Linked DNA regions of Mus musculus: all the other regions are linked to region 1. Evidence: chromatin contacts called from public Hi-C data. All regions are on one chromosome and are shown on one strand. Each heading gives the region's core, a stretch centred on a gene start, on an enhancer-like site or on the middle of the called end of the contact. The rest is flanking DNA. Distances are from core to core; before and after follow the strand shown. Region 1 has its middle 62 kb from the start of 1600027J07Rik. Region 2 has its middle 72 kb from the start of Gm32531. Region 3 has its middle 40 kb from the start of Gm32531.

Evidence for each region. Hi-C and Micro-C count contacts between places; a contact is called where the count stands out from the background.
Region 2: a Hi-C map of the 3T3-L1 cell line shows a contact between it and region 1, with 5 times the contacts expected there. The contact joins two enhancer-like sites. A contact is called at or near these places in 2 of 484 Hi-C or Micro-C datasets (the 3T3-L1 cell line and nephron progenitors).
Region 3: a contact with region 1 is called in a Hi-C map of uterus, with 5 times the contacts expected there. The contact joins two enhancer-like sites. A contact is called at or near these places in 9 of 484 Hi-C or Micro-C datasets (embryonic fibroblasts, nephron progenitors and uterus).

The regions. Positions count from the first base shown.
Region 1 is chr8:103,407,381-103,411,633 of GRCm38.p6, forward strand. No RefSeq gene overlaps it. Among named protein-coding and RNA genes, the nearest start is that of 1600027J07Rik, 62 kb to the left of the region's middle. Within about 2 kb of position 2,356, at least 54 of the 459 cell types and tissues checked have an H3K27ac peak or open chromatin away from gene starts, as enhancers often do. A contact at or near this core is called in nephron progenitors and uterus, where this site is marked.
Region 2 is chr8:103,197,385-103,201,637 of GRCm38.p6, forward strand. No RefSeq gene overlaps it. Among named protein-coding and RNA genes, the nearest start is that of Gm32531, 72 kb to the right of the region's middle. Within about 2 kb of position 2,512, at least 24 of the 459 cell types and tissues checked have an H3K27ac peak or open chromatin away from gene starts, as enhancers often do.
Region 3 is chr8:103,229,030-103,233,282 of GRCm38.p6, forward strand. No RefSeq gene overlaps it. Among named protein-coding and RNA genes, the nearest start is that of Gm32531, 40 kb to the right of the region's middle. Within about 2 kb of position 2,307, at least 35 of the 459 cell types and tissues checked have an H3K27ac peak or open chromatin away from gene starts, as enhancers often do. A contact at or near this core is called in nephron progenitors and uterus, where this site is marked.

The DNA of each region.
Region 1 (4,253 bases), core at 1,106-3,605:
GAAGAGAAAAATAAAAAGAAGGGAGGGAAGAGAGGTGAAAGAAGGCAGGCGGCAGGCCAATGGTGTTTCTTGCTTCCGTAGGGCGGCACAAAACAACCACAGCGATCCTGCTGTTTATCCACATTGCATATTTTGTTTTGCATAGCATTTTGCAGCGGAAGGTATTTTATTGCTTCAAACAAGTTTGCAACCTCTGAGATGAACAAATGATCTACAAGTCACCGTCTGGCTCCATGAATCTTCCCTAACCCAGTTGCAGATACTCCGTGCCCAGCAATAACTCCTGCCACAGAGCCCCCTCGCTCCTTATATTTTCAGGGATCTGCATGTGTCCCGTATGAATTAACAAAGACAGCTGGTACTTGACAGGAGTCAGAGAAGCCTTTCTCAGCCCAGTGAGTCTTCTTATCTGCCTGGCCTTGCACCCAGTGACGGAAGCAGGCAGTGAAGCATCCCACAGTTCACATGTGGCCAGCAATGGGCAAAGAGTCCTCCTTCTGGATGCAATGAAAATGTTTGGCGAGAGTCTCAAGATGAAGAAATGAGTTAGAACCTGAAATTCCATAGCTGTCCAATGCCCTGGCCCCAAAATGGCTGAAAAAATTTAAACTGCTGGTTTATTTTCTCCTCTCTTAAAATTACTGTTGTTGTTGTTTTTTTTTTTTTAATTTAATTTTCCTACTTAACGTTTTCCCAGCAAAGCCGTTGAACTTTTTTTTTTTTTCAGACTTAACCACAGGATGAATTTCTCTGCATTAATGAGCAAAAATGAGCTGACAAGATGAGGCACATCCAAATGGAAAATAAATAAATAAATAAATAAATGGCCTAACCATACCATAGGAATGCACCGGATGGATGGATGGATGGATGGATGGATGATGTCCCCAACGCCATACTGTGTTTCACTTGGCTTCACACATGATGGTTACTGTCTCCTATCTAAGGCCTGTGGCAACTTCTAATTCCCCCTGAAAAACGTCTTTGGAAAACCAACTTCTGATGACATTTCTGAGTCTCTGGATTGTCTCTCCTAAGGAATCTAGCTAAAGCATGATCACTTAGGACAGAAACTGAACACAAAAGGATTCCCTGAAGGCACGGTGATAAAAAGGAGAAATAGAGTTGGCTGTTTACTCCAGTGCAATGATAAACTCTGCGAAGCTTAGGTACTTCTAGCTCAGCTTCTGACTTGTGTAGTCACAGACATCTGGCCCCCAGGCCTGTTGGATGGATGGAAGGTCACATTGCATGTCACTATGTAGGACCCACCCCCAAGCCTGGGGAGAGCAGCTTCCTTGCAGTTGTTCATTTTCCCCATGTAAGGAAAGTCGTCTTTTAAAAACCATGTGTGGTGTAGCATTTTCTATTAAAGAAAGGAAGGAAAGATGGAGGGAAAGAGGGAGATAGAGGAAAAGAAGAGAGCACAAGAGAGGAAAGAAATGAAGGAGGAAGGGAGGGAGGGAAGGAGCGAGGAAGGAAGAAGGGAAAAGAAGGAAGAAAAGGAAAAAAGGAGAGAAGAAAGAAAGGAAGTAGGATGGAAGGACAGAGGAGGGAGAGAAGGAAGAGAAAGAAGGGAAGGAAGTAAAGAAGAAAAGAAGGAAGGAAGGGAATAAAGGAGAGAGAGGGGAAGAAAAGAAGGAAGGAAGGGAGTAAAGGAGAGAGAGAGAGCCAACCCAGGGCTTAATTTTCTGCCTTTGCGTCTGCCCAGCTTCACTCCAGTTGGTTCTCATTTGTGGCAATGTGTACTTTGGAAGCAGAGCTCTCTGCCTGCCTTCCCGTTAACTCCCACCACCTGGGATATGTTATTTTGACAGGGGCAGGGATTCTGATGCTCCCACTCTGCACTGTAAAAACAGACTGTAAAAGAGGTCATCTTTTGGGGGGAGGGGCTGGAGGGGTTGTCTTGCCTGAGCCCTCCTGTAGGACTGTACTGGGAATGCAAAGCCTGGGATCCAGATCCACATACCCATCCAAGAATTGCAAACCCCAGACTCATTTGGGTGGGGTGATGGCTCTCTGAAGCTGTCTCCTCTGTTTGCATCACTTAGGGGGTGAGTCTAATCAAGATGGGCTGTGTGAGTTCAAAACAGCTGGAAAGCATTACAGGTCAAAAGTTGAAATCAAGTTAAGAACAATCGGAATGTGCAAGCCTGTTGTTTCTAATCTCTGCTTCTTCCTCCAATCCGTTCAGTTCTCCTCCTGGAATGGAATGTTTTGGTCAAGGCTGGTGTTGACTTGTGGGCCAGTGAAGGTGTAGTCATGAAGCCAGCATTGAAGAAGTCAACAGGAGGACAGCTTATATTTGCTAGGAAAACAAAGAAGGGGCAGACTCCAGGTGAAACTAGAAAGAAGGCACATATAAGAGACAGAGATATTAATGCTGGAAAGATTACTGCAAACTGTCCAAACCCCTTCCCTACCTACAACTGTGAGAAACAGAACCAGAGACATGCACGTCCATCTCAAAATCACACAGCATTTAATGGCTAAACCTCATGAGAGCTTAGCATAGGTGGGGGACTGCCATGACTTAATACAAAGAGATGAGATTTTCCTAGTCTATTGACCTTTGGCTGATAGAGCTTCTTCTGTTCTTCAGTCACTGGTCCACATCTCCTCTTTGCCACTACCCTCTTGGTGTAGTCTCCTTTCCCACTTTTGAGTCTGGGTTCTTGCTGTCCTTGTGTTATTCTTTTTTTTTTTAATTTTTAATGATTTTTTTTTTGCAAATTTCACATCATGTACCCCAATCTCACTCATCTTCCCATTCCTTTGTACCCACCCAAAATAAGATACAAAGAAAAATCTCATGGAAGCTACAGTGTGTCACAGTATGTCCCACACTACACCCTTTTGTTCATACACCTTTATTTGCAAATGTTCATTTCAATAAATCATTTTTCTATCTATTTAGAGGCCTCTAGCTTGTGCTACACTATCAATACTCTATCCTCATGGGGACTCTTTTCAGATACTCTGCTGATGTCCTATGTCATAAAGATCTTGCAGCTTTGGATCTGCAGGACCAGTCCTTTCCCCCATCCCAGCAGATCATAGATAGCGTAGATGTTGAGGTGGGTCAACTTGAAGCTCTGGATCTGGGCCTGGGAGGTAGCTGAATTTGCCAACTCACCAGTTCTCCTGTACCACTACCACCAGAACAATTTCTCTAGTGCTGCCCAGGCTAGCTCACCCAGTGCCACAGAAGGCAAGGGGCAGAGTCCACTCTCCAGCTCTCATGTCCTCAAGGCCAGCTCATGTGTGCTTTGTGAAGGAGGGCATCTCTTCCTCACCTACCCCACCCCATCCCATGGCAGACCAGGGGCAAGGCCAACTCTCCTGCACTCTTGCCCACAGGGACTACTTTCCTGAACCCCACCACCAGGATCAGCTCTACTGGGCTGCCGAGGTGAGGGTACAGGGCCTGTTCTCACTCTACTGAGTGCTGGAATGCATGAGCCACAAGGCCAGCTTTGATCCTCTCATGATTTTGGTGCCAGCTCACCTGCCTGGCACAGGCTGTACAAGGATGGTGGGAAGGAGGGCATCTCTCCCTCACCCGAGCCACGCCACTGAAAGATGGCAGACTAGGGGCAGGGCCAGCTCTCCAGTACTCACACTCTCAGGCTAGCTTACCTGCTCCCCTGCTGTCATGGGCAGCTCTATTATCCTACCCAGGCAAGGGGTAAAGCCAACTCAGCACGGTGCCTCATGCAGCAGTCTGGACTAGGGACATCTGCATGGCTTTTGGTGGTAACACAGGCCTGGGACGTCAACATAGATCACAACTGCTGTAGGGTCACAAACCTAGACATAGTCCCCGGCAGCAACATGAGCCCAGATGTCCCTATGACCTAGGGCGACAGTACAGGTCACTCAGATGAGCATGTCCCCCATGACAGCACCACCTTCAGATATTCACATGGTTTCTGGTGGCATCTGCTTGGCCTTTGGTGATAACTCTGTCCACAGATATCAACACAGACCCTACCTGCAGCAGGACCCTTGGTGGCAGGCCAGGCCAGGATCTCACCATGACCTCCTCCTCATCGCTGCCTATTACTCTTGCTGCTGCTGGTCACTGGGGGAGGGGAGGACTTGGATCTTCCTTGTGCTATTCTTACATTGGATAGAGGTCTTCTCCCTCATAGTGTTTTCAGGCATGAACCTATCTAGAGTGGCCTCCTCATTGGGCCCCTCTCTCATCTCCCTGTTCCAGAACCCAGAGTCTGGTGATCTCCCCACTCCCT
Region 2 (4,253 bases), core at 1,262-3,761, 210 kb before region 1:
CAGACACACACACACACTATATGGTAGATAAATAGTGAATGGCAAAGAATTAAGACTTGAACCTAATTCTAGTCACTCTATAACTGGTTGACAAAATATTAATTTCATTCTAACCTCCCATGCTGTGCTATTGGAACATAAAATGCCACTCTGAGGTGGGGCAGGGTATCAGTAGATATTTCTGATCACTGCTGTCATCGGGGCCTTCACTACTGAGCTGAGCTTAGTCCAGTGTATGTGCCTAATTAATATCTGATAATGAGCTGCTGTAGAAGACACCTGATATTGAGAACTGGCACCTCCGTCCCCTCCATCCCTTTTCTCCTTGCCTCCATCCCTAATGCCAGCTTAAATATTCTTTTCACTTCATGGATTGTGGATTTGCTTTCCTCTGCCATGGAGATCTCCCATTTCTCAGAAGGGAATTCCTCACACTAGTTCCCTGCATCATTCTTCATTCAACCTAGTCGAGCCACCTCATCTCCTTGACAGGAATCTTGATCTTCTGTGATCCTCAATCGAGGTCTCTAAGCTCCATCCTAGAAGAGGGAGAGATTTAGACTAGACGAAGGATCTAATATTCTCAGAACCATCAAAAATATCTGGCATTTGGTGTAAGTTTCTGCTTGGCAAAAATCTTCTCATTGTGTGTTTATGGCAAAGGTTAGAGTTAATAAGACATTTCAACTCCCAAACGGTTTGATTTTCATAAAGTTAAAACAGTACAGCAGTTACTATTTAATTGAGGGGATATACTCTACTGTCTAGTTTCCTTCTTTAGTAGCATTGGGAAGGAACGATGAAGAAATGACCCGAAGAAGAGAACACAACTACACTTGGAGAGTAAAACACAAATATTTCACTTATCATTTGTTGATGACCCAAGAGCTTTTTATATAATTACATGTCTACAGAAAGATGTTTTACCACAAAACATGATAAAATTTGATTCAGAAAGAAAACAAGTATAGGAGGTAGACCCTTCCAATCCTAATATTTCTAAGCTCTTTAGTTGCCAGGATTCTTTTAATTCAGAGGGAACATTGCCAAACACAGTGTCTCATCTGCGAAGAATGTGCTTTATTCTCTTGGCTTTAGGGTTGTATACTATTCAGCCATCCCACATCTTTATATCTGCTGTGGAAATCACATCAAGCAATTGCAGAAAACCTCTGATTCACGTAGGCAGGACTTCTCACTTGGTTTTCCTAGCCACTCGACCTCCTGCAGACTTCTTCTGATTACTGTCACTATAGATTGCTTTTCCTGGGGACCTCAGTAATGATTGCAGCAAAATGTGAGTTGGGAATGTTTCCTGTTCCATAATAATCAGGCTTGATGGTGACCAACCTTGAACTCTCAGTGACCCAGGACCAGCAGATAAAGAAGAGGTATGAGACGTGTCTGTCTGTCTGCCTGTCTGCCTGTCTGTCTGTGTATGAGTGTCTACTTCTGTGTGTCTGTCTGCCTCTCACAGACCTGTGTGTGAATATTTATGTGCATTCATGTGTGCATATATGTGTGTGTATGTGTTTGTGTGTATCTGCATGTGTCTGTCTCTCTGCATTTGTCTGTCTGTCTCTCTGCATTTGTCTGTCTGTCTCTCTGTGCCTGTCTGTCTGTCTCTGTATGTGTGTGTCTGTCTGTCTGTATATCTGTTTGTCTGCCTGTATCTGTGTATGTTTGAATCTGTACGTGTATGCATGCCTGCATGCCTATGTGTATATGAGTCTGTGTACTCAGATGTGTGACACATACACACACACACACACACACACACACACACACACACACACAGAGAGAGAGAGAGAGAGAGAGAGAGAGAGAGATTGAGTTAGACACAGAGGAAGAGGGGTGAAGGTGGTAAGGGCTGTGGCAAGTGTGCAGAAATAAACAGGGCATGAAAGTGAAACAATTCAGGCCTCTGGCTGGTCAGTGTTACTAAGCAAAGCAAAAACAAAGTCAGGCAGACAACAACAACAAAACCTTTTTGAAAGCATTTTTTGATGAAATAGCACCCCCACGCTAGATGCTTCAGACCCTTCAACCTGAAGCCCCAGTCTTCCTTACATGTCTCAGCTTCAGTTGCCACCTTGGCCTGTGGAGTTCCAACCCTTCTGCATTATCTTGATGTGGCTTCTGAATTAACATTTTAATAATTCCACAGAATTCCCTAGAAGTGTTCAAGGGCTGCATCTAGATCTCTCTCTGGCTTCAGACCCTCAGTAGCTGCAATCAGGCTGAGAGTTTCTCTGCTGATGGCCGAGGTGCAAAGGCCTTGGTGAATTACCTCAGTGCTCTTACTGGATTAGTTCCCTTCTGCACGTTATATTTCAACAGCAATTCAGTTTGGTAGTTTCTGTTCACTTAACTATGAGACTATTTTTACATCTCCCTCAAATCTCTCCCTGATTCCCCTCCTTTGAAAGGGATCCTTATAAATCCTATCATAATGGCAGGAATGTAAGAAACTGCCAGGGTAGAACGGTATTGGACAGCACATGGTCCTACAGCTGTTACCATTTAGGATCAGAAAGCTGGCGACATTTTAAAAAAGAAAGCCACACTGCCATCTGTCTAACATATATCTCTTATGTACATTTTAGCAGTCTGTCTTAACAAGCCATTTCATGCATTCATCCTAATAAATACTTATGTAACTGACTCTGTGTGGGTGGGTTCGTGTGTGTGTGTGTGTGTGTGTGTGTGTGTGTGTGTGTGTGTGTGTGTGTCTGCACCCACGTGCGAGTGTGTGAGCACGTTACAGGAGAGCCAACCCAAGTCCTTCCACATGGTAGGAAAGCTCTCTACCCTTGACTTACATCTTCAGTTTCAGAGTTAACTTTTTAAAAAACGTAGTCCAATTTTTTTTTTAACCAAACTCCATGAATCTTAGAACATAGGTCAACTGAAGTGACCTCCTTATTCAATCACCAGGTCTTTATCCTTCTGGGCTCACAGCCAGTTTATATAATTAGATGATGAGAGGAAGGGAGAAGGGAGACTACAGACAAGTATCTAAGCAGTGTCTTAGAGTGTGACACATGACCTCAACAGAATAGAACCAAGGGCTGAAGGAGCCCAGGCAAGGGATCCTAAGTTGGCCACACTGAATAAAGCAACACCGTGCAGAGGCATCAGCATCCAAGCTGAAAACATAAACGAAAGGCAGATGTGGAGATATAAACAGTGCTTCAGCCACACACTTCAGACATACACGAGTCCTGGATGATGCGGCGAAGGGAATTAGTGTCAATTAGAAATTGAAGCAGCATAGCATTGAGCTTCCAGCTATCAAGGTGAGCAGGGGAAAACCACTAAGGTTACTGATGTCAGGTTATATTCATATTCTTTGTGCATTCCAGGTCTAAATCTCTAAATGAGTCATCTCCTTCTTCTATCTTCTGAAATATGAGGTGCTTTGTTAGGTACGGACGTTTTGACATCCCACCCATTCACCCAGCATGGAAAGTTCACTTTCCTGTGTCTTTCATTGAATGGTTCAAACTCAGCAACGTGAGTTCAACTCATCCATTGCCTTCGGTTTTTTATGCTCCAACACTTACATCATTATACCAAGTTTCCCTTGGTGTCCTAATATCCCATGCTTCTTTCCTGACAGTATGCATCTGACTGCATATTCTCCCCCCCCCCCCAAAATGTCTCTAGACATTCTCATTCTTTTTTTTTCTTGATATATTTTTCTTTTATTAATATTAATCATTCCATTCATTTACATCTCAAATGATATCCCACTTCGTGGTTACCCCCTTCATCAACACCCCCATCCCATGATATCATACTTAGTGTGGCAGTCCCTGGGGAGGTCCGATCAGCAACTGACCAGTGCAGAGGACGATGCTTGGAGCCAACCATCGGGCTGAACTCGGGGAACCAGAGGGAGGAGCTGGCAGAAGGACTGGAGCTGGCAGAGGGGGATTGCAACCTCACTGGAAGAACAACATAGGCTGGCCTGACAACCCAGTTCTCCCAGAGACTAGACCATCAACCAAGGAGTGTACCTAAAGGGATCTTTTGCTCCAGATACATTCTCATTCTTTTAATACAAGTCTGCCATATTTCAGGACTCAAATGAATGCCTGTTCCTGTAGGGAGTGCCATCAGAAAAACCAACATCCCTTCCTTAATACTTCTACTACATGCCTGGCTCTCTTCATCACAGTTTGTCCTTGAATGCTATGTGTGTCTCAGTCTCTCAGTTTTACCACTCAGGGTCATCTCACATGTACTTT
Region 3 (4,253 bases), core at 1,057-3,556, 180 kb before region 1:
AGCTTCTGTGGCATCTGCCCCTTCTGCAAGACACTCCCCTCTTTGAGAAGGGACATCACTGCCTTTTTGCAGGATGCAACTTCTCCTGAGCAAATACAGTGCACGCAAAGCACTTCATGTCCAATTTGCAAAGAAAGGCTGAGCTGTCTTTATGTGAGAAGCTCCCTGAGAACACGGGAACTGCTGTCAAGGTTGAAACATGGAAAAGCTCCGTGGTTGTACAAACTCCATGGATCTAGGGCTGTGTGAAGAGCAAATGGAAGGGAGAGGATTGTGTAAGGGACAGTGTGTAATATTTTGTAGACTCCTGTTGGGAGCAGGGATACACAGTCAAATGCTCACTCTGTCTGTGCCTTTCCCACCATTTCTAGCATCAATTCTCATAAACAAAACAACCCCCCAAAACAAAACAAAACAGCATCAGAGTCCATGAAAAATCTTATTAAGAATATAGACAGTACTCAATTCAGTATTAGGCATTTTGCCTTAGCTGGTCCAAAGAAGGTCTTCAGAATTTTCATTTTCATGCCACATATATTATACAATATATATGGCTATATATCCACATGGCTGGAGATGTCAGAAGGGTTGGCTTCTACATTATCCAGGGTTGCAAATGACACAAACGAGGGACCTGGCCATGCCTTGTTACTGAGTAAGTGAGACTCCCTCACTTTGAGGTGATTCCTTCAGGTCAGGAACCCACAGCCCCTCGACAGGCTCTTCCTCACCAAAGTCTTCTCATCACACATCCCAGCTCCCTTTCCCACCCTGGACACACTCACTGTGGAGCCGCCTCCTCTTTCCTACGCTCCCGTGTCTTCACGGACACTGACTTTGACTCGGTCAGGACTTTTATCCCCCCTTGGCAAAATAATAGGATATTATGTTTGTTTGTTTGTTTGTTTGTTTTGTTTTGTTTTGTTTTTAAAACAGGAAATTGGCAAGAACAATAACACCGTGTTTGATTTCTGAGCTAAAAGTAGATTCTGTATTGTGGAGAAATTTAAGAGGCCAAAAACAGTGTAGGGCAACATCATCAGCTCTCTCCCCAACAGCAGCAACACCTGGACTCTCTCCCAGCATTGCTATTCCAGAAGCAGCATCATGCCACTTAGAGAGCTCAGGAACTGAGGAAACCTCATACACATGTTCTAGGCAGCTGCCAATCACAGGAGTTTGCATCCCAGTTTTATGGGGTGCATGCATCTATTCTGTCTCTGATGAGCCTGTGACTTTGAATACGGGCTGTCTCCTCTCTGACCTTGGGTTCCTTATCAGTAGGTTTCGGGAAAACTGTATTTTTTTTTTCCAGGAATGAAATTATAAGTCACTGAGATATCATTTGCAGAAAGAATTCTTCCCTCAGAGCAAAACTACCATTGGAGCAGAAAGAATGTCCTGGAGATTGGGGAGATAAAAGAAGGGGCTGGGGAGGCAGAGTGGAGGGAGCGAAGTAGGTTTATGGACCAACCCTGAAAGGAAAAACAAACAAACAAACAAACAAACAAACATGTGGTAAATTGAGAAAGATGGCTGAGGGGCTGAGGTCAGAGGGAGACAAATCGAATGCTGCCCTGGATTTAATAGAGACTGTTTTCTGCACTTGATGATGTGTCACCCAGAAGACAGGGACATTGGAGTTGTATTTTAGAAAACCTGAGGAAGATGAAAATAGCCTAGAAGAGGAGTCCAGAGAAGAGAACTTGGCAAAACTGTCAGAAACTCTGAGGGTCAGTGAGGATGGGAAGCAAGAACACAGAAAATATTTTGGAGGATGCAGGGAGGGCCTATTACTGATCAGAAATTACTTTGGATTAGCATATGCAAATGAGATCCTCTGGGACCAGCAGCTGCCTCTTCCTCAAGCATGCTGTCCCTAGCCAAACTCAGGGCTTTTAGTCAGCAGCTTTGCTCACAACCCAGCATCTCCATGTCCCATAGACTGTTTTGGTCCACTGTCTTCTTCCAGGCCTGAGCCTGGGGCTCCTACTCTCCGTCCCAGCCAAGGAGAAAGGACAACCACACAGAAAGAAAGGAAAGATTTTCTGTGTTTTTCTGCAAGATAAAGCAAGGTTATTTTTGGCCCGTTTTTTAGAGCAAATCAGATTTATTTTCTCTTTTTCTCTTTCGGAGCCCTGCGTCTGGCAGGCTTCATGCAGGGGAGTGAAAATTAGAGCTCACATTTTCAATGCCTTTGCAGTTTTTGCTCGGTGTCAGTTTTGTTTGTCTTCCTCTGGCTGACTGTCTTCCGTGTCTCCGGACTGCTGAGGTCTTCCAGAAGTTGCTTTCAAGCCAAAGAAAGTAAAACCAAGCTACCATGAAAAGGGTGGGGAGCTTGAGTCAGAGAGGAGGAAAGGAAGGAAGGGAAAGAAACTGTCCCCCACTCGGCATTTCGTGAAACCTCACTTCCCAGCCTCATATTGGCTCTGCCATTTCTGCTTGCCCCTTGATCAGAGAGACACGGGACTTTATGGGCATCTCCTAACATGGAACTCACAAATGTTGGGACCTCAGATACCTTTTTTTCAACATCCATACTGCTTGATTCATGGCTTTGAAATTTTGTCAGTGTGCTCTGAAGCAATGGACTCAGAGGTTATAAATTCAGACCATCAGTACCTTGACTAAGTTACTTGACCTCAATAAATCTAGGTTTTCTTTGTCTATGTACTAGAAGTCTGGATAGGATATCATGAGAATATGAGGGTCCTGTGGGATGCCTGGCACAGGAGCTTTGAGAACTGCCTAGTGTCCAACTGTTGGCTGACTTGGAGTGACTAGTGTGTGGCCAAGAGCATACATGAACGACTGATTTTTTATACCAGTGTGCTTATACTACTGAGTAGCTACTGCAATTTTATGATCCGCTCATGGTATTTAAAGAAGTTGTAAATTTCTTTCAATCCTTTTCCCCAAAGAACGTTTTGTTTCGTTTTCTTCTTCTCTCCCCCTAGAGCTTTCCAGTTAAAGCAGTTAATGTCACATGGAAGACTGTGTTAATAGCAACCAGGTGCTTTCTTGTTCAGTTCCACACATCCTTCTGTCCATTTTGGGGCAAAGTTACATGTGAGCGCTACTGGCAACTTTTTTTTTCTCTCTTAATAAAATACAGCATGACCATGACTTCAAACGCATCCCTCTCTCCTTGATGGTACTGTCAAAAATACAGCTTTTTTTTTTCCCTAATCCAACTCTTCCTATGTCTTTACTGATTTACTTGTCAATAATTTCCTACATGTATGGAATACATTCTAGTTCCATTCATCCATCAACACTCTTGAATGGAAACGTACTGCTTGCTAGAGAGGTTAGCTTCTGCGGTTATCACTCTATGAATACTGCTTAAAGGTTGGTGTAATAATGATTTTTTAATGACATTAAATGAATACATGCTACACTGAAACTTTTACTTGCATTACTTCCAGTCTTTACCTTGATCCTCAATTTTATGCTCATCCTCCTTAAAAACGAATACACTGAGAGTAAGTGATGAATGTCTTTCAGCGAACACAGAGAAGCTGTGACAATGATGTAGGATGAGCACCTTTGAGTGTAGTATATTTTTTTTACCATAAAACTATGCTGTATCTCCTTCTGCACAAGGGATATCTTCCTGTCTCCTCTATGCCTGCAATTCCTGACACATATGTATCCAATATCTGCAAATATTTGTTGATACCCACAGGTAAGTGCATGCATTCATTCTCATATATGTGTGGGTGCAGATTGCTGTTTTCCTCATGATTTGTGGAACATGTGACCCCCCACACCCAGGTTTTCCTAGCAATGGAAAAGGGTAGTAGTGTGTAGGCGGGAGATTGGGGTGGTCCTTCATTCAAAGTCTGCTGGGAGAAAGATCTCTGGAACACAGTAGAGGATAGCCTTCTGTATCCCTGGCACCTCTCATGTATCCCCGCTCTGACTGATGACCTCCTGGATGTAGTCTTTGTGTTTGACAATGAATTCCTTACTACTATCCTAAAAAAGTATCTGTCATCTCTTTACTGGTGTTCTCTATCCAAGAGTCTTGGTTTCCCAGGACTTCAGAGCACCATGCCCATCGTGCTCCCCCACCCGCTTACATCACAGTTACTGCAGCTCAGTTCTAAGCCCATTAGTACCAAGTTCACCATGCTTTAAGAAAATAATCAACTGGATTCCCCAAGCTTACCTAAAGTCATCTACTGGAAAATATTGGCACTGATCATGAGAAGCCCTTCTTTCTGCTCACCTTAGGTACCTAAGGGGTT